2 separate regions of the Zea mays genome follow, and region 1 is linked to region 2. The links are chromatin contacts, called in public Hi-C maps. All regions are on one chromosome and are shown on one strand. The core of a region is the stretch at or near the end of the contact, and the rest is flanking DNA. Distances in the headings are between cores, read along the strand shown. Region 1 has its middle 7.0 kb from the start of LOC103648727. Region 2 has its middle 73 kb from the start of LOC103646579.

Region 1 (2,963 bases), core at 456-2,955, 160 kb after region 2:
AGGACAGGGAGTAACAGGTGATTAACTTGCGGTCTAGCACACACACATGCCTGTCCCCTGCGACAGACAAAGGAATCAAACAAAAAGAAGCTGATAGCCTGAGCTACGATTGACTGGGGCCCGATATCGTCTATATATTATTCCATAGTACAGCAGTAGTGGCAGATGTCTACACTCACAGGAAGACGAATCAAAGTATTTCTTTTCCAGAAAGATAATAATGCATTGCAGGCTTGGTAAACAAAATCCCCTACCAATGTTGCTAATATAATGCTGTTTGGGAGGGTGGGCTCACAGGTGAGGTGCTGCATGTGCGATGCGAGCTTTGTACCAAACGATATGCCGGCCCAGGGTGGGGGGGCATACATGCATGTGCTGTGCAGGCCACCTCTGGTACATATAGCTAGGTCTGTTTCAAGCTCAGAAAGGCAGGCAAGTGAACAACATGGCCGGAGCCAACCAACCAAACCCCAAGAAGAGAGACGCGTGGTGAGTGCTGGACCAATCACCTAAAAATAACACTTGCAGGGATTAGGAACAGCACGTTATTAACTTGCAAGGACGAAGGCGAAAGAATGGACGCCAACCAAACCCTGAATCGTCAAGTGAGTGTGACTCGACACTACTGGTACTAGGTCGACGAGCGAGGTGATTGATCAACAACTACCGGTGGCAAAAGTTAACTTGCACGCACTGTGAAGTGATAGGAGCCTTACCTGAGACAGTGTGACTTGCTAGCACAGCGGAATCCACATCGATGGCCTTTTTTTTTGCTAGATATATAAAAGCGACGACTCAGCGGCTAAACTGGTGGTCCTGGAAACAAATTGAACGCAAAATTAATAAGGAATATTAGATTATATATGTATATGTAAAGACCGACTGCCTATTCAGGGAGGGGTTGGGGATCGGAAGGCAAGAATTGGTGGCGCCATCAAACATGTCTTGCGTTGCGTCTGTCTGTCTGTCGCGCGCGCCACCCTGTAGATTCAGAGAAAGGATAAGGATGGGCATATCAGAGCTGATTCAAGAACGAAAGCACAACAGGCGCTGGTCCACACTATTGACAGGCACGTATCAGCAGCAACGCCCCCAGTACCAGCAGCGAATTGCTCACATTACGAAAAAGAAAAGTACTGGATCTTGAAATTAACTGAATATACACAAGAAAATACTAGTGCCGTAAATTATTGTAACAGTAGATGAGCGTGAGTAGACTGATCACGCCATACATATATTCTCATAATATAAACCTGTTCAGAGATATAGTTTGTATTCGCTACAAACCTAGTTAAACTTTAAAATAGTTGATTGTTTAAAATTTTAGCTGTGGGTTCATTTTTAAATGTAGGGGGTATTTTTTTTTCTTTCAAAAAATGAATCAAGTAAGAGAGAGCTGTCTATTACATTATTAGCAATAAAGAACAAAACCCACAGTAACCTCTAAGTAGAGCAACAACTCCGACATACTTGCAACATTATTAGTAATAAAAGTTAGCATTCGCCTGGGTGGTAGTGTGAAATGTCCTCTCCAGCGGTGCAGCCCAGCCTCTGTAAAGGCTTGGAAGATGTTGGCGCCTTGGCCGGGTTGTCCCGCCTCCGTGGATTCAACCTCCCATTCCCCACAAACGAACCGAGCAGAACCCGGCGAGGTGACCGAGTTATACCGCGGCAGGCGGCGCCTCGATGAGGTTCCACAGAGAAGTATAATATGGGTTTGGCTTTGGCTTTGGCCCACGGCCACGGAGAAACGCAGAGGGGAAAACCCACTGGGCTTATTATCGCGGGCTAAAGCAAAAAACAAAATGATGTCTAGAGTCGATAGGAAAAGGTCCATTTCATATCATTCAATCTCTATCTCTACTCTTATAAAACACAAGTTCTTTTTTAGTTTCCACCATTGTCTCTTTAATAAAAAATCGTTATACTTTTTTCTAATTTAACATGTGGTCTACACATGTGCATCGTGCGTCACGCCCGAAGCGCGTATGTCCGTTTCTATCCCCTGCTTCTCGCCTACCAGTGGGTCGTTATCTATAAGCCGTGAGCTCAACAGGACAGAAAGCCACACATAGCGCAACACTCCCATATAGTAACATCTTGTTATCAGAAAGAGAAGGAGCGAGCTATAAAAAAGAAGTCAGGCTCCTTTTTAACTTATACCTTTGCTCGGTCTTTTGTCTAAGATAAAGTGTAATATTTGTTCTTATCAGTTTAATATCTGATATATGGATCATATGTTCACTTTGATATTAAATTTATTTTTATGGGTATCTTTTTGTGGGGATGGTTCATCACACTGGTTTACTGGGCTTGTCACAGCGCACGTGCATTGTACTGGTTATTCAATAAATTTTACTTATCTTTCTTAATTGAAAAGGTATTTTTAGACTTCTCTGCTATTAAAAAAAATCTCGTCTATATTCTCAAGTCCCGACAAAGAAGAACCATTATAATAGGTTTGGTGAGCCAAATCTAAATCTCCCCATTCTAATGGAGGTGAAATATGAAGGATTTATGTTGTCATGTAACCCTCTTAGCGACACAACCACATCAAAACCCTAGTATGGTGTTAAATTGGCATGGGTCAGATCCACATCGCCTTTGGTGTTGTGTTGTTTTGAACCGGGCATAATGTCAAGTGAGTAAGGACCGTGTCTCTACTTTCTTAGTGGTGCACTATGTCAGCGTTCTGGTGTACTGAAAAATATGCAAGGGTCTTCACATCATCGGCAAGTGCAAAGGGTAAGGAAGCTAGTAAAGTTCGTTTAGATATTCGAAATATAGGTTGCTTACAAGTATGTGAAGGAAGTTAGTTGAGACACCAACTAGGAGGTGTATAAATATATTATATGTTCAAGGGACTAAATAGAAGAGCCAAAAGGTGAAGGAGGTGGACAATACTAGCTTCAAATTTTGGAATACAGGGATAGCCACAAATATAAATGGAGTAGGAGTTAAGA
Region 2 (3,188 bases), core at 161-2,660:
ACATTGATGAGGTGACCGAAAAGGAGATGATGGCTCTAGGGAAGATCGAAAGGGACAAGGTCATAGTCTCCAAAGCTTATAACAAAAAGGTGAAGGCTAAGCCATTGAGGACCAAGGACCGAAAGTTTAGCAAGTGGTTCCCAAGCTAGGAAGTGCCTTATAGAATCACACTGATAATATCTGGTAATGCATACATGCTAGAGACTTTGCAAGGTGATGAGCTACCTAAAGCATTGAATGGTTGTTTCCTAAAGCGTTATCATCCAAGTGTATGGCAAAACGCTTAAAGAACTAATGTTTACTCATCAGGTTGCTAATGCCTTGTTCCAAGTACTTTTGGTTCGCTCAGCTTTTCCAAAACACAGGGGGCATGTGTTGAGCACCATATGTGCGACCTGGAAAGGCCGGACGGTCTGGCTCTGTGGCTGAACGGTCCGCCCTTATGCGCGGATGATCCACGATTAGATCTAATCAGAAGTGATTAACCCATTTTCCGTGCATATTTATACATCTAAACTCTCAGATTCTGTTGGGTAACGCCTAGGAACGGGTCTAGACCTCCCCTATATATATGAAGGGGTACGATCAATTGCGGGCACCAATAATCGAACCAATCAACACGTTTATTAATTCCTTTACGTTTTGCCCTAAGAGTAGCAGTGACGTAGCCATCCAATTTTCATCTCACCTCTCTTCGACTCTACGTCGTCTAGGTGTGTATTGGGTGGCCTGTCGACCCCAACACAAAGCCTAGGATCTTACCCCAACTGACGGGGTCCCTCCCGGGGGACGAGATCCAGGTACTGTTGGCAAACGTCATCGTCCCTGCGCACGCGCGGACCATATGGCCACCAGGCGCGGACCATCCGGCTCGACGCACGGAAAACCCGCTCCTGCCACTAGGACGCGGACCGTCCGTCCCTAGATCGCGGATCGTCCGCGCCACCTTAGAGAGCACTGCCGCCGGTGCACCTCTTTAGTGATTGACACACGGATCCACGTCAACACCCGGTCTATCGGCATGAACTCAACTCACTTGGCCTTCTCTGTTATTGGTCGTCTCAACACTTAACACCTGCACCCTTCACAAGCCAAGAAATATGTTGTAAAATACCAATACTCACGTCATGGTTAGCCTCATTACCAAACCAAAGCTGGTCGTTTCATTGATAATCATCGTAACACATATAGGCGCATTTTAACTATGTGTTCGCAGAGTATTTTCCTGGTGTCTTTAGAATGGCAAAGAAACAAAGAGCAAAATTTAGAGAAACATCTCCAACTAATAATAGGTATCTATGTATCTGACTTACCTCTCAACTCGACCGGCCGGTCGTCGTCATCGCTGCGTCATCACCTGGGAACAATGCCCCCGGCCCCACAGGCATGCATTACGTACGTACCACAAAAGGAGCTCCAGACAAAAGTTACCCTCACGGCCTCACTTCTCATTGCGCCCCTGCTGCGGCTGCCTCCCCATGCATGAATGCAAGTCAATTGCCTTTCATCAGAAGGTACCACACCGCGTCAACAAGAACATCATGATGCTACACTGCAAAGATCACATCCCGGCCCTGTTGCACATTCAATTCATTCGCTCTTTTTTGCCTTTTGAAAAAAAAAAACCACCCCCGTCTTTGTCCCTGCAAAGATTGGACGAATCATGCCTCCTCCCCAGCATATTTGCACAGCATTATTGACCCTATCATTGACGCAAAAGCGAGCTTCCTTGCCGGGGTAAATTAGAATTTAGAGCTAGGTAACTACATTTAGGACGACGACGACGACACGTACTGGACATTGATTCCTGAAATAAAGGACATGATAGATGGATGCTCGCGCAAAGTCAAGCTGAGCTCATATATATGTGGCGTTTCAACAACTTTAATTTGTGCAAAATCTAATCATGCTACTAAGCTAGCTAGTTACTCAAACAAAAGCATTGTAAGTACGTGCTGCAGCTACACACGTGTACGTGTACTATACATGCATGTCCTCCGCTCATGATACCCACGGTCCATGTTGGGTTGTGCGAAGGCAGTGCAAACGTGGATAGTTTCTCAGGCCCCGTTTGCATCTTTGAAATTTAATTACATTAATAATTATAATTTGCACAACAATCAGTTACGCTAATATAGTTATATGTGAAAAATATCAATTTGAGCTAATATAATTGTATATAGAACGTTAGTAGGAAAGAGCTATAAACCTGCGGTGGGGTCTAATTTGTACATGCGGTTTTGATTATCACGCGCCAATGATAATAAACTAGTGGGCACGATTAAAGAACCGTTAGTGAAAACATATTTGTATACTATTGTTAGTTATATAGAAATGATACTTATGTCCGCACTTCTGCTGCATCTGAGCGAATCAAAGGGCGTGCTATAAGTTGGACAGTAAAAAAATAGCATTAGAACCTATGGAATCATCAATATTCTAATCTTTTATCCCATGAATTTAAGATAGGCCTAACTTTAGAAATTATGAAATATCAACTTCTATGCTAAATAGACTACTCCATCAAGTAGATTCTATAGTTCCTTCAAAATGAAGGGATCCAAAAGATATCACCTTAACTCCTCGCCCGGTCCTTTCAGCATGTAAATCATGAAATTCTATGTGTTATGCAGCTGCAGACATCATGAAAAATATTACATCTGATCTGGTTTCAGCTTTAGCCTTTGCATTGCAAGGAAATTTAGAATCGCTTATGGGAACATGTGGTTGATATATGTCTATGGTGTTTAAGTGTGATGAGTGATTGTCAATGAGATAATCGACTTTAGTTCATTTTATTGACTACCCATTGTGTGAGTGTGTGGTGCAAGATATCTCTTGGTTAGTCGTGTGGAAGTGTGGAGCTTGGTCAAGGTCAAGCAGATCTATGCCGATAGACTAAGAGCGGGGAAGGACAGATATCAAGGCTTCAACCGATGGATTGAAAAAGACAAAGAAATGACTGTGGTGGCTAATATTGTTCTATGGAGGAGTGGACATAAGTCAAGAAGATGGTTTACGAAGTCAAGTGGAGGCGTTAGAGGACTTCATGATCGAGTGGTCAAGACCTGGTGGTGACACACGTCGATATCATGGAGGAGCATATTAGATACACTACTCACGAGCGACTTTGTGGTTTGGTCTAAAACCCATAAGATAGACGATTTCTCGGGTTTCAGCCTCAAAAC

The links. Hi-C and Micro-C count contacts between places; a contact is called where the count stands out from the background.
Region 1: a contact with region 2 is called in a Hi-C map of tassel, with 3 times the contacts expected there. The contact joins two enhancer-like sites. A contact is called at or near these places in 2 of 25 Hi-C or Micro-C datasets (ear and tassel).

Annotation. Positions count from the first base shown.
Region 1 is chr2:73,860,211-73,863,173 of Zm-B73-REFERENCE-NAM-5.0, forward strand. It overlaps the pseudogene LOC111590957. Among protein-coding and RNA genes, the nearest start is that of LOC103648727, 7.0 kb to the right of the region's middle. Within about 2 kb of position 1,706, at least 15 of the 20 cell types and tissues checked have an H3K27ac peak or open chromatin away from gene starts, as enhancers often do. A contact at or near this core is called in ear and tassel, where this site is marked.
Region 2 is chr2:73,702,956-73,706,143 of Zm-B73-REFERENCE-NAM-5.0, forward strand. No RefSeq gene overlaps it. Among protein-coding and RNA genes, the nearest start is that of LOC103646579, 73 kb to the left of the region's middle. Within about 2 kb of position 1,411, at least 9 of the 20 cell types and tissues checked have an H3K27ac peak or open chromatin away from gene starts, as enhancers often do. A contact at or near this core is called in ear and tassel, where this site is marked.